3 separate regions of the Mus musculus genome follow, and all the other regions are linked to region 1. A link is a contact called in public promoter capture Hi-C data. All regions are on one chromosome and are shown on one strand. The core of a region is the stretch at or near the end of the contact, and the rest is flanking DNA. Distances in the headings are between cores, read along the strand shown.

What was found. Promoter capture Hi-C pulls out the DNA fragments that hold promoters and counts their contacts.
Region 2: a promoter capture Hi-C map of pre-B cells shows a contact between it and region 1, with 3 times the contacts expected there. The contact joins the enhancer-like site here to the promoter of Dis3l in region 1. A contact is called at or near these places in 8 of 39 promoter capture datasets (the 3T3-L1 cell line, the C10 cell line, HPC-7-derived erythroid cells and 5 more), 2 of 115 datasets of contacts at active chromatin or transcription factors (acute myeloid leukemia and large pre-B cells) and 2 of 9 other capture datasets (liver and macrophages).
Region 3: a contact with region 1 is called in a promoter capture Hi-C map of erythroid cells, with 6 times the contacts expected there. The contact joins the promoter of Hacd3 here to the promoter of Dis3l in region 1. A contact is called at or near these places in 21 of 39 promoter capture datasets (the 3T3-L1 cell line, 3T3-L1-derived adipocytes, the C10 cell line and 13 more), 14 of 115 datasets of contacts at active chromatin or transcription factors (the 230-238 cell line, the NIH/3T3 cell line, the SCID.adh cell line and 11 more) and 3 of 9 other capture datasets (adipose tissue, liver and macrophages).

What each region holds. Positions count from the first base shown.
Region 1 is chr9:64,339,420-64,344,153 of GRCm38.p6, reverse strand. It overlaps Dis3l (DIS3 like exosome 3'-5' exoribonuclease), which reads left to right and starts at 2,897. Exons shown (of 17, transcript NM_001001295.2): 1 at 2,897-3,161; 2 at 4,522-4,675. The coding sequence starts at 3,023.
Region 2 is chr9:65,072,910-65,077,643 of GRCm38.p6, reverse strand. It overlaps Dpp8 (dipeptidylpeptidase 8), which reads right to left. Exons shown (of 21, transcript NM_028906.2): 17 at 3,059-3,205; 18 at 1,756-1,908. Among named protein-coding and RNA genes, the nearest start is that of Igdcc4, 26 kb to the left of the region's middle. Within about 2 kb of position 2,598, at least 80 of the 459 cell types and tissues checked have an H3K27ac peak or open chromatin away from gene starts, as enhancers often do. A contact at or near this core is called in acute myeloid leukemia, macrophages and pre-B cells, where this site is marked.
Region 3 is chr9:65,018,888-65,023,621 of GRCm38.p6, reverse strand. Hacd3 (3-hydroxyacyl-CoA dehydratase 3) reads left to right here and starts at 1,905. Exons shown (of 11, transcript NM_021345.2): 1 at 1,905-2,165. The coding sequence starts at 2,079.

The DNA.
Region 1 (4,734 bases), core at 1,648-4,147:
TCATCCATCCTATCTACCATAAGGGATCACATATGGAAGCAAGAGAAGTTAGGACTGCAGGTGTGTAGAGACTCAGGCTTGGCTTAGTAGCTTATGGAGGGACTTCTGCCAAAAGAGGTAGATAGTGAGCTGGGCTAAAGCTGTCCCAAATGATGAGGGTGAAGCTGGTGATGGAGTGGATTTAGGGCTGAGGGGGTGGCCAGAGCCTCCTGGTAAGTTGCTTATATATTCTAAAAGTTCTTGGTGTTTGCCTTCAGAGCTTGAAGAATAGCACACCTCCTCCGCTGGCTGTGTGGTCATGTGACTAGTTCTGGCCAATGGCAAGACCAACAGCATTTCTTCCAGGAAGAGTTATTTGTTGGTGTGAGGCTTTCTAGAGGACTCTCTCCCCTTTTTCCATTGAGCAACAATGTTCCAGAGAGATTCCCCACTCCACTAGCCTGGATCCTACAAAAATGACATTCGGTACCCATGCAGCACCTTGACCTAGACACTGAGAATTTTTTAAATTAATTTATTGATTTGGGGGGACTCAAATTTCAAGATAGGGTTTCTCCCTGTAGCTCTGGTTGTCCTGGAACTGGAACCCATTCTGTAGACCAGGCTGGCCTCAAACTCAAGAGATCCTCTTGCCTCTGCTTCCTGAATGCTGGGATTATAGGTGTGTGCCACCACTGCCCAGCTAATTAATGTATTACATTTTATGTAAAGTCAATCTGTGTTGTACAGCAGGTACCCTTATCTGCTGAGACATCTCACTAGTGAAGAAACTGATTTTTTTTTTCAAGACAGGGTTTCTCTGTGTAGCCCTGGCTGTCCTGGAACTCACTCTGTAGACCAGGCTGGCCTCGAATTCAGAAATCTGCCTGCCTCTGCCTCCCAAGTGCTAAGATCAAAGGTGTGAGCCACCACTGCCCAGCGAAAATTTTTTTAAGTTTTATATTTCTGTAACATAAATTAGTTTATTCTGCCTGATAGGCACTTTTTTGGTCCAGAGGTCTCAGATGGCAAACAAGACAAACCACCCACCCAACCAAGCAAAAGGGCCTGGCTTATTACAATAGGTCATCATCATTTCTAAGAACTAAGGAATCATGGTCCTCAACATAATGGATAAAGCCAGGCCTGGGTGCATGAGAATCCCAGCACTTGGGGGGGGGGGGGTAAGTAAGAGCTCATGGCTAGCTTCAGCTACATGTCCTGATCCTGTCTCAAAAAGGCAGAGAGAGAAAGGAGAGGGTGTGAGGGGAAGAGAGGCTAAGTACCAACTAAGCTACAGCCTTATTTTAAATACTGATAAAAATCAACTCTCAATAAAACTCTAGCTATGCTCTATTCCTTAAAGGGTGGTTCATTTGCAGACAATTTCTAGCTACAAAGTGCTGAGGAGAGATATTAAGGGCAGATTAGTACCTAATCAAAGTCGTTCTTCCAATCCATAGCATCAGTGGCTTAAAAAAGATAGGAAGGGAGCTGGGGAGGGATTGGTGGACAGTTATCTAAGGCATTTTTTATGTAGAGAACAATTTTGGCTACTCACTGTCCTCTGGTCTCTCTGGAACTGACTCCTGTATTAGACAGGGAGAGCCTCTTTCACTGTGGAGAGCTTTAGGGACTCTCCTTGCACTGTCTGGTGCCTGTTTGCCAGCTCTACATTATTTTCCTGTTTGTGCAAGTCTACCTTGAGTTTCACCAAGTGATTTGACACAGAGATATGAGGAGGAGGAGGAGACCATGACCCTTTAGCATTCCCTTAGGGTGAAATGAGAGACTGGTCCTGGTTTATTTCAGCTGCGTTGGAAGAACCAGGTGTTTCCAGCCAACTGGGCCAGCCACATTAACCAAAGGTTGCCAAGCAGTAAATTCCTTTGGTGCAGGCGCTCTCTCTTTTATTCACCAGTGACTAGATGATGCTTAACCTGCTTTGAAGTTGAGCAGTTTCTAGCTTCAAGATTGGTTCTGAAACATAATAACTAGGTATCCTTGGGCACTTAAGCTCCCTTAATGCAGCCTCACAGCCTATAAAATGATACAAATAAACACCCACTCCTTTGATTTAAGGAAGCTAAATGATACTCTTGCTCCAGTGGGCTCAGTGCTTGGAGAATCCAGGGTGTGTGGTCTCCCAAGATACCGTCCTTTTTGTCAAACACTACAAGCACAGTACTTAGAGATCATGTCAATAGCGGCTCTAAGAAGTCCTTTGCCCGAGGCTGCCAGCGCTATAAAAGTTGTAGAGTGTTTACCCCAGAAGGACTGGTTTTCATTTTATCTGTAGTGTTTGAATGTTTACGTGTATTAAAATTTAAAATAAGCATATTTTTGAAGAGGAAAACCGGTTTGGCCAGCAGGGTTACCAGCTTTTTTGCTGAGCTTTTCAATTCTTTCAGATACTGCAAAAACAAGGACGAGAAAACTCTACAGTTATTACCTCTGGTTTTTGTTTTGTTTTTTGTTTGTTTTTTGTTTTGGTTTTTCGAGACAGGGTTTCTCTGTGTAGCCCTGGCTGTCCTAGAACTCACTCTGTAGACCGGGCTGGCCTTGAACTCAGAAATCCACCTGCCTCTGCCTCCCAAGTGCTGGGATTAAAGGCATGAGCCATCACTGCCCGGCATTACCTCTGTTGCTATGGCAGCCCTTCGCACACGGGCCTGTGGGTAGAAACAAAGTAAAAAAAATAATAATAAAAATAAAAATAATAATCCTTTTACACTCGACTCTTAGACTACCTGCCACATCCTACCTTCACACCCGAGGATTCTTCGGGTGAAGTTTATCTACACTTTTCCCGCCCGGGGACAACTAAGGCACAGAGAGGAATAAAAGGCGCGAGTAGGACTGGGCCCGGAGGATTCTCAGCCCTGGCTAGGTCGCTCCCGGTAGCGGTAGCGGGAACGTGAACGCTGCTGCCTGCCCGACCAGGCCCGAGGGGCGGGCCTCAGGCCTCGGTCTCGCCTGAGCCTGCCGCCTGCCGCCCGCCGCCCGCCGCTTCCCGGCCACAGTGCCGGGCGACGCCGCCAGCATGCTGCAGAAGCGGGAGAAGGTGCTGCTGCTGAGGACCTTCCAGGGTCGGACGCTGCGGATCGTGCGTGAACACTACCTGCGGCCCAGCGTGCCTTGCAACAGCCCGCTGTGCCCGCAGCCTGCCGCCTGCCGCAACGGTCAGAGCCGGGGTGGACCGGGAAGGCCCGGGCGGGAAGAGCGAGGGAGGCCGGAGCCGGAGAGGGAAGCCGGGGCTCGGAGAGCGAGAGAAGCCGGGACTCGGAGAACGAGGGAAGCCAGGACCAAAGGAACGAGGGAGGCCGGGGCCTGACGTAGCGAAGGCTGCCGGGCGCGAGCGAAGGGACCTGAGGCCTGAGGAGCGAGGGTGGCAGAGGCCCAAAGAGCAAAGGGAATCCCGGCCTGGCGTCGCGATGGCGGCGGGGCCCTAGTGAAGGAAGCGGGACCCAAGGAGAGAGGAGAGCGGGAAGCTGAGCAGCGAGGGCGGCTTAGCGCTGGCATCAAGGGCGGAGCCAGACCCTCGCGGACTGTAGGCAGCCGGAGCGAGCATAACCGTCTGGGCTCGGCGGTACTGGGGCAGCCGGGAGCGGCCCTGGAGCGTCCCCGGTGCGTCCAGTCTTCCCTCCCAGTGGCCGGCACAGGCAGGACCGGCCTCTGCAGCCTCAGGGGCGCTCCTCTCCGGACCTGCCTGCTACAATAGCCGGGCTAAGTGGAAGAGCCTGCAGGCACCGGATGCTTCGGTTTTTCCAGGGGGACCTAAGGGCGTAGGCACCTCCTCCTTTCTGCCCGAAAATGCTATTGGCACCTTACTCCTGAGCGTATTACGCTGGCTGGACATTTGACATTGCCTGCTCTGCTCCTGCCAGTACGCAGACCCTCCAGCTGTTTGTTACCCCTAGTGGGAGATGAGCGTGAGGGGGTCTTTTCAGAATACATGATTGAGGTCACAGCTTGACCAAGGTGTCAGTTGAGTGGAAGCCCATTGATTGAACAGCGCATCCTTTTTAGGACGTTCTCCTCAACCCTAGAACCGTGTAGCCGTGTTAGGAAGCTTCAGACCGAATAGCCTTGGAATTGTTAGATGCTTACAAGGGGTCAACACACACACACATGTGCACTCTTGCCCTTACATATATATACACGTGTGTATATGTAGATAGAGATATAATGGATATGTAAGTAGCCAACGCAGTCAGTGCTCATGCATGTCTGTGATGGCTTAGTAGAAATTTAGTTTCTTCCAGGGACGTACTTGTTTTTAAAATATCATTCTTTCGAAGAAGTGCTGGCTACAACATAAACCATGTTGGGCTTGTATTTAATCACAGCTGAGGGGAGGGGGAGCAATGGAGCTGAACTTTGAGCCTCCACCAAAGTAGATTTGTCTTGTCTTTTAAAAACTTCAAGGTGAAATTAAGATGAGAAGTTATTTTGCACACCGGGAGCACTGTGACATTGAAATAGTCATAAACCAGGTTTGAAAATGTTACCTAATGGCTTCCACTCTGAATTATGTTTCAGATGGGAAGCTCCTGGCTGCCGAAGTCACTCATTACGTGATCCCAGACTGGAAAGTTGTCCAGGATTACCTCGAGGTTCTGGAGTTCCCGGAGTTGAAGGGAGTTATTTTCATGCAAACGGCCTGTCAAGCTGTGCAGCACCAGAGAGGCCGGAGGTATCTGTTTTGCATTATTTATTTATTTATTTATTTTCAGTACCGGTTCCCCTGCCCCC
Region 2 (4,734 bases), core at 1,349-3,848, 730 kb before region 1:
GAACAGGTGGGAACTGCCACCTACCTCATCTACAGAAAGCACACACTGTCACATTGCTGCTTCCTTTTAGCTTTTTTCCCTTAAGCAATACAGAATTTAAAATGATGGAGTATATGTAAATAAAACATTTTCATTTTAAAGCTTCTATGTAGTTTTATATTTAGATATTTTAATGCATGTCCTTTGTTTTACAGATAGTGTTTCAGTAGGTAGTCCAGGCTAGCCTCGGCTTGGCAGCTCTTCTGCTGCTCTGTCTGCTGCAGGTCCCAGGATTACAGGTGCATGCCATGATGCCTGGCTATTTGGTTCTAATAATTACTTCCCATAAACAGGGCAGAGTGCTGTCCACCTGTGATCCCAGCCCTCAGAAGGTGCCGGCCGAAGGACTAGGAGTTCAGATGATCGTCAGCCATACAGTACAGTAAGTTAGAGGCTAGCTTGTCTTCTTTTTTTTTGGGTTTTTTTTGTTTTTGTTTTGTTTTTTGGTTTTTGAGACAGGGATTCTCTGTGTAGCCCTGGCTGTCCTGGAACTCACTCTGTAGACCAGGCTGGCCTCAAACTCAGAAATCCACCTGCCTCTGCCTCCCGAGTGCTGGGATTAAGGGCATGCGCCACCACTGCCTGACTTTAGCTTGTCTTAAACAAACCACAAAACAAAAAATAAAAAAATTTGATCATTGTGAAGAACTATATTACTAATATAAAAATTACTACTCTTAATTTGTATTTTTGCTTATTTTTTTTTTTTTTTACACTTAACTATCTAGCTACCTATGTGCATGGTCATGCTCAGTTTGTTCTTCCACTGTGTGGGCACTGAACTCAGTGTCAGGCTTGGTGGCGGGCACTTTACTTGCCAGGCCATTTCACTACATCCTGCCTTTCTTTTTGTAACATTAAAAAAAGTGAGCCTTTTCTACGAGTATGTGTGTATTTGCATGGGCGCACACGTTAGGGGCATGGCTGCAGAGGTCAAGGATAACCTTGCAGAGTTGGCTCTTTCCTCTCACTACCTGAGTCCCAAGGATCAAACCCAGGTTGTCAGGCATGGCCTTAGGCTCCCTTGCAGGGTCAGCTCATCTACCCACTCATTACTATTTTCTTAGTAATATCATCTTTCTATAACCCTTTTAGTATAAAATTCTAAGAATCTGAAGAATTATAAGCATGTAAATATTCAGTTCACTCCCCATGATTTGTTTAGGGCCCTGTGCTAGACACAGATCTACTGAGGACTTAACTGTTAAGCACTGTTAACTGTTGAGGATATACCAGAGAATAGGACAAAGATGTACTTTAGTAATTAAACAAGTAGTACAATCCAGTAACTGTGTGTGTGTGTTTTACTAGTCATGACTTTTAATCTTTGGCATGTATAAGTAGTTAAAAATTGGTGCTCAGGCTGACAAGTGTTTAAAAAGCTATGTTAACACAAAAGGTACATTTCCCATGTTGCAAAACACAAACTCAGCAATATTGTAGAGAAGTCTCTACAATATTGGCAATACCATGAGCCTTCAAAAAAATTACCACTTCCAGGTGTCTTCGATGAACAGAATTCTATCTAATTACAAAAACAAACAAGAGAGCTGGGTGGTGGTGGTGAACAACTTTAATCTCAGCATGTGGGAGGCAGAGGCAGGGAAATCTTTGAATTCAAGGCCAGCCTGGGCTACACAGAGAAACTCTGCCTAAAAAAACCCGAAATCAAGAAAACAAACAAGCAAAAACTGAAATACAATAATAGCTACGTACCCGGAAGATATCCGACCTCTGCATTAATGCCATCAGGGAGAGGTAGCCACCATAGGACCAGCCGTGGATGCCCACTCGATCCAAGTCAATGAAGTCATACTGAGATGCTAGGTACTGGAGTCCTTCCACTTGATCATCGATTTCTATTTGACCCTGTCAAAGAGGGGGAAAGCTCACTGGCTCTGATGTACACTAGAGTCTTTGAGAATTCTTTTTAATGCTGCTTCATGTTTTTACTAAAAATTCCTGGAGAGTTTCTCTTTTCAGATTAGAGTTTAATTAACAAGTGATATTCTATTTTGCCCCAGGAAATGTAAAATAAAAATGCTTCTATAGGTAAGGACCTGCTACTCTGATGGGGGTTTAGTCCCCAGGCCTTTCCTGTCATTGCCCACACTGTCCCTAACTACATCGTGTCTCCCACTCGTTTGTTCTGTTGTCTGCTAAGAGGCCAGCAACTTCCTTGTAACAAGCCTTCCTCTATCCAAAGACAAAAATTCAGCCCCTTTAAGAGATTAATTTTACTTCTCCTTTTAGCACTTAAGTGCAACAAAACAGAGGACATTACCCCTGAGGCCCTAACTTCCTCTTTTCCAGCATTTTACCTCTAGCAAAGCTCTGGACGGCTTAGTTCCTGCCAGTACCACCCAGGGTATCACTTGGCCTGCCAGTACCACCCAGGGTATCACCTGGCCTGCCAGTGCACACAGTCTCGCTTCACTGAGCCAAAACCAAAAAAATAAAACAACCAAAAACTTACATGAGAATACAACATAAGGTCAAAGAACTGTCTGTGGGAGAGCATCCCATGTCTTACTCAGCATGTCCAACACACTGGCAACCACAGGGACTGCCTTACAGTGCAAAAGGAACATCGGCCTGTCATCATTTCCCAAAGCAGCAGAAAGGACCTGGGGCATCTCTAAAAGGTAGCATTTAAAGCTTCCTGCAGAGAGAAAGAGGCTTGTCACAAGGAAGGAACTAACCAGTCGGTTTCCCTCTTCACAGAGGACAGAACAAATCTCAATTATTTCTTAGCTACATATGGGTCTCTGCACGCTAGATGGGGCTGCTTTGTAGGGAGCTGCGGGTACAACTTAGAAGAGTATTTTTGTGCAGAAGTGGTTCTACCTCAGCTCCTGGGCATTGCATACAGGTAACCAGGAGTGAGTATAGTGTAAACCCAACTGTGCCTTCCTTCCCACTGCTCAAGTCTAACCCGTGCTCCCTCATTCTGTCACTTAGATCCTCCCCCAACTCAAAACGAAAACATTTGAAAAGAAAATGCTCTATGTTCACACACCATTTTATATTTAAAGGCGCCTTCAAATTTAAGTCCTCGGTGACAGGATCCCCTGTTGTCTATCACCACAACCACATAACCCAGGGAGGCCAGGGTGTTCAGGCGGAAATACTTGACTCCTTTAAACCGATTGTTCACCAGCTGCACCTGGAAGAGAGGCGCATCTTGAGTGGAGTTGCGTGGCAGCATACAGAGCGTGAGAGGGGGGTCCACGGCGAGGCGAGCACCAGGAAACTGAGCTTCCTACTTCTCTTCCCGTTGAAGCGTAAGTGTGACGGGATCCACTTTTAAACTGACTCTCGTCTAGGCATGTTTGTGTTGCTCACACTTAGTCTCACACTTAGAGCTTCACGGCAAATACCAAACAACTGCAGACTTCATTCTAGCTCAGATAGTTAAGATTTAAGTAAGGTAAGATAATCCACCCCACAGAGAAAGTTGCCAAATTATCTACACCAAAGAATATGTCATTCAAGTAACAGTGACAAGGACAATTAAGACCATCTTCTGGCCCCCCTTGTCTCTGTTGCTGAGTGACAGCGAGATGTAGCATTCTAATGAACACTGTTATCAGTCCGGCTATCTCTCTCATGTTAGACAAATTAGTGTAAAAGTATGATTTTTAAATCACTTTATCACCCTAGAGACTACCCTTCAAAGTGACACAGAGAGAGACTGCGTCTGGGGCTTTACTAGAAAAGGAGCTGTAGCTACTGAGAGGAGGAGTGAGCCATGCCCTGCACGCTCGTGTTTCAGTCAGCTCAGGGCACTCATGAAGTGGTGGTCCCGTGGGATCACAACGGAGCTGAAAATGTCTAATGACAGCACAGCTGGCGGGACACGGTGCATTTCTCCTGGGTTTGGGGCACTGTTAGTGTAAACAAGCTACTGCACTGCCAGGGTTCTGAGGCGGACTGAACAATGGCTGCTAACAGATGTCTAGATTACTGGTGGGTGCGTGTGGTAGCTGGGACAGAACCAAGGGCCCTACACTTGTTAAGCAATGCTTACCACTGAGTTACAGCCTCAAGTCCTGGTTTTGTTTGTTTATTTTGAGATCAGGTGTCCCTGTATAGCCCTGGCTGTCCTAGAAGTCGATCTGTAGACCAGGCTCTCCTTGAACCCACATAGATCTGTCTGTCTCTACTCACCCCCACCCCCCTTGGGATCAAAAGCATAGCCCACCACCACCACTACCACCACCACCCAGCCCTCAGGTCCCTTTTTATTTTTAGTCTAAGTTGTCAAGGCTGGACTTTAACTTGTTCAGCATGTGAGTCAGGTGTTGAACTTGCCATCTTCCTGCTTCTGCCTCCCAGCTCCACCAAAGCTGAGATTACAGGGGTGCACCACCAGGCTCATACTATATTTTTTAATTCATTATTTGGAGTGTCCTCCTGCTAATGCTAATGAAGAGAGTTTAAGAGGTATTTGTGTTGCCCAGTCATGGATTGAATAATTAGTATGCAGAAGGTCCTGGGTTCATGCCTGGTATCATACACACAAGAAGGTTCATCTTAGAACACTGGGGCTCCACTGTAGCAGCCTACACGTCTGGATGCTTGTTGCATGTCACCACTGCATGAAGGTTTGTATAAGCATATACTCTATGATGCCTGTCTAATGACCAGATAGCCTAGTGACATTTACCAGAAAGTTTACATGAGCAACATGAG
Region 3 (4,734 bases), core at 656-3,155, 680 kb before region 1:
AAAAGGCCACAGCCAACATGTAAGGCAGGTAATGGAAGGATGGTGTCAACTCAGGTGGGGACAACTGTGTGATTTCCTTTAAACTGTAACTGATGAGCTGATCTTTCTGGTAAAGGTTGGGAGCAGTTATTGACCTTTCTGGCATACTTAGGAGGTTATAGGTATACGATCTGATTGTTGCCCACTAGATGCCTGGGTTTATTCAGTCAGTGTTTCTCCCTTTGTGGCTTAGACAGACAAACTTGGTTTTGGTTATAGATAACTGGTTAGATGTTTTGTGCATAGGTGAGGATCCAAATTGCTGAATTCAGCAACTCCCTTCACCCTCTCTTTTTTGCTTCATACATGGCTTCGTGCATCCCAGGCCAGGTGACCTTGAGCGCTTGATCCTCTAGCCTCCATCTTCCAAGTGCTAGGATTACATACGTGGACCATTGGTATACGTGGCCTGGTGGTTCTGGGAATCCAACCCAAGGCTTTGTGTGTGCTGGACAAGTGCTCTACCAAATAATCTACATCCCCATCTACAGCAGCTCCTCCTCTAAGTCCTTCAAGCATCAGAAGAGTCTGTAAAAAGGTGAACATCAGAGCCAAGCAGGATCTCTTGCCAACAGCAGAAACTAGGCGTACGTCCTGGCAATAGCCTTTATCAGTGTCAAGGACCAAATGAAAGCTTTCTGCAGGAGTAATGACTGATCTCTGAGAAGGGAGACATGGCCCTGAGCCAAACAGGGCTAGGAGGGGGGGGGGCAGTCTCTAGAGAGGACAGTGTGGTTTCTTTTTCATTTGACTGACATCATCATAAAAGCCTTATTCCCATCCCCCTGCCCCTGGCCTTGCCTTCTAGTCTCCCTCACCCTGCCCCACCACCGTGTACTTTTTAGCCTGGATGATAAACTCTACTTTATTTCCCTTTCCTTTGTTTGTTCAGGTTGGCCTTGAACTCAGTACGTAACTAAGGATGACTTTGCACTTCTGAACATCTCAAGTGCTGAGATTACAGGTGTTCACCACTAGTCCTGATTTATGTGCTATTGGGGATCAAACCCACTACCGACTAGGCTATAGTCCTCTAGTCCTCTAGTCCTCTTACTAATCTCTGTCTCTCTGTCTCTGTCTCCTTATTGATTTCCCTGGAAATGGGCCCATAATAGCTGTGCTCCTTTACAGAAAAACTTAGAAACAGATGATGACACTACAAGGAGCTGAGGTTATAGTAGAGTGCCTGTCTGCAGCATCCAGGTCCTCAAATGCTCAGGACGGGGCTAGGGATGCCAAGGAACTGATTTGTTTGTTTGCTTATTAGTTCATGTAGATAGCTATAACGAATGGGCTGTTCTGTTTGTTGGGCAGTGAATGGAAACCATCTCTCTTAAAACAGGAAGCCTGAGGCCAGGGGAGGTGTTGCACACCTTTAAATCACAAGGGAGGCAAAAGCAGACGACAGGTCCCTGGATCTGGTCTACCAAGTGAATTTCAGGTCACCTAGAGCTACATAGTAAGACAGACAGAAAGAAGAAAGAAAGGAAGGAAGGAAGAAAAAAAAAAAGCAACACCAATGTATGTCTTGAATGGCTCATCTGTCTTTCTGTGTGTGGCCTTGAAGCCCAGGGAGGAAGTGGGTTCTCACTAAACGCTGCGATCATACAAAAAAACTTGGAAGGGATCCTTGCACACAAGCCTCTTCATACGCCGCCAATCCGCCCTTTCTTTGTAGATTAGAGCCTCTCACTTTCATGTTCTTGTGCAAGGACCTCTCTGAAGCGCCACAGGAGGTAAGCGAGGAGCTCAAAAGCCTCTGATCCGAAGGCCACTGAGCCGCTGATCACGTGGCGCAGCCGCTAGCCTCTCCCACGTCCCGCCCCGTCCTCTCCCTCGCTGGGTTCGCCCCGCCCTCCCGCCCCGGTCCTCACTGCGCAAGCGCGAGCCGCGAGCGTGGGTTATCTCGAGACAGCCGGGCTGCGGGCTGCGGAGCGTGCGGGTCTGAGGCCTGCGTTCTGCTAGCTCCAGCGGCTCACAGGCCGAGGTAACGAGGCGCAGCAAGCCGAGCCTCCCCGCTCCCCCGGACAGCGTGGGCCATGGAGACTCAAGTGCTGACGCCGCATGTCTACTGGGCTCAGCGACACCGCGAGCTGTATCTGCGCGTGGAGCTGAGTGACGTGCAGGTAAAGGCCGGGCTGCGGGCTGCGCGCAGGATCGGGGGCCCCCCGGTCCCCGTCGGCCGCCCTGTGCGTTTGCGCTCCTGCAGTGCGCCAGCAGGAACCGCGAGTGGAGCGCCCCGGTCTCCCTTAGGGGCTGCAGGTGCCGTCCGGCGTTCTGCGCTTGGCCCCGGTATCCCCTTTGTTCCTGGTAGGCGCCCTGGGGAGCCTCAGCAGAGTCCTGGAAGCCGGCGGCTGGCCTTCGGGTTGCCTAAGGCCCTCTGAATTGTGGGATGAGCTCCGTGGGTCTAAAGTGCGGCTTGACAGTGGCCTGTTGTGCGGTAGCAGGACGTCAGCGCTGGCCTCTGAGGTTTAGTCCGGGCGGCCCATTGACCTTCTCAAGGCCCGTCGCTGGGCTGGGCGGGGGGCAACCCCCCAACCGTTCAGTGATAGAAATCTACACCACACCTCCGCTCACCAAGGAAATGATTTCCATCCTCTCTTTAAGGCTGCGAGCTCAGCCTTAGCAAGTTGCGTAAAGAAATTATCGTGTGACATTAAGTATTCATTTCACCACGTTTACCTATTAATGTGAGCAAATCAAATCCCTGGGAACTTCCCATGTCTCTAACCAGACCATCCAGTATTCTGTGTGAAGCGAGTGGTTTTGGTCTGGAATGTTCTTTCCCTAGTCTCCTTGACATCCATGGTATTGTAATCTTCATTCCTCTGAACTGTTTCTTGCTCGCAGTTAGATACCTGTCTGAATTCATCAATTCATCTGGTCTATTTTCTTGCAGGGTCTAGGTGCCCATGTCCACTTGAGTCTAATCTTTGCTTCTGGAATGTAAATAATTTCCCCTTGTGAACGATGAAGCTAATACTGGCCAGAATGTCTTTGAGTAAGCAGTAAATTTCATTTAAGGTGTAAGCAAACCCGAATAAATGCTACTCTAGAATAGGATGAATAATTCTCTGTGCTATTGTTCTCTACTCTGCTACAAGATTCTTTGCTAAAATAGAAAAAAAAGTTTTTGTTTTTAATTTTTATTTTTGTATTTTGGAGACAGTCATGCTATATAGTTATGGCTGGCCTGGAACTTACTATGTAGACCAAGGCTGGCCTGGAACTCACAGAGATCTGCCAGCCTCTGCCTCCTGAGTGCTGGGATTCCAAGTGTGCACCACCATGCCCAGAGATTCGAGTTTGAAACACGTTAACAGTGAACACTGTGAAGGTGGAGAAGAAAGGAGAACATTTCTTTTGGAGAGAAAAGTCCTTTTTAAGAAATTTTGGGAAGAACGAGTCCCTCACCCCTATGGAGGCTTTATCTTTCTGGGGCTTCACGTCTGCTAGTCTGAGGCGTTAGTTTTAAAAGAACATGTCAACACCATGTATACCACACCACAGATTTACAGAGATGAGTCAGACGAGCTCCACTTTCCCAGGCCCAGGCACCTTTTCCAGGGCATTCTGTCCAAAAGGAAGCATATCACATACAAACAAAAAAGGTTGTTCATGAACATGTCTGTTGGTAAAGCTGGGGTTTGGTGTATTCTTTGCCTCTCTTTTGTTGAGTTGGAAATGACTTCCAGAGATGAGAAGGCTTCTTGTCTGCCTTTTACTGGGAGAACTTACCAGAGAGCCCACCTGTAGCTAAAACGAAGCTTACTGTAACTACTCTTTGCCGTGTGTGTCAGTGTCTGTTAAGAGTGTGTTAAAACTGATTATAGGATTTGAGCATTGGTGTTTGTGAGAGACCAAATGGAGGAGGGGGCTCACTGCTGTTGATAAAACTGTTCTGAAAAACTGTAAGGAGAGAGACACAAGATTAAACTGTTTTGGAGAAATAGTGTTTACTTTGGTCAAGGGAGAGAGGGTGTCTGGTATATCTTTGGTGGCAGTATGACTAGGTGTTTGTTTTTATACACACTTGTGCATTAGGCTTGGCCTCATTCTGTTTTCAGAATAATCTTTTCTGAGCTGTTGTTCTATGAGATAGTAATGGCCAATAAGAGAATGGTCAATAAACTGTTCCAGCTGTGCTTTTAGTGAATACACGAGCTGCCTCTCTTTGCTTTCTTGATTAATCTACTAGGGTTCTGTTGAAACCACTTGTAGCTCAGGGTCGGCTCAAGATGAAGCAATCCATTTGCTTAGTACAAACCACTTAAGGAGTACTCACTCTCGTTGGTCCCTAAGGTAGGTTCTGGGCTCTTGGGCAGCTTTCCAATACTCTTTTGTATCTTCCAGTGTATCCTACAGCTGCTATATGAATTTCAAAGGGTTGAAAACTCCATAGCATTGTGGGGGGTGATCAATTCTGCCTCCTTCCAGGACAAGATGCACAATCCAGTTGTCACATCAGTCTTTGGAGTTGTAGAGTTAGCACTGATGGGAAACCACCGCTGTTGTGTACAGGGTTGTAAACAGCTTCACCCGTGACTTTATGCTTGAGGTGAGCAGTGGCACAGGCAGCAGGGAGTTTGGAATAGCACCTCTGGTGAAGGGCAGCATCAGTACACAGGTCTGGCTCAGCCTCCATGGTGGTTAAAGCAAGTGTTCATTTAGCAAGGTTTCTGCTGTATTCAGACA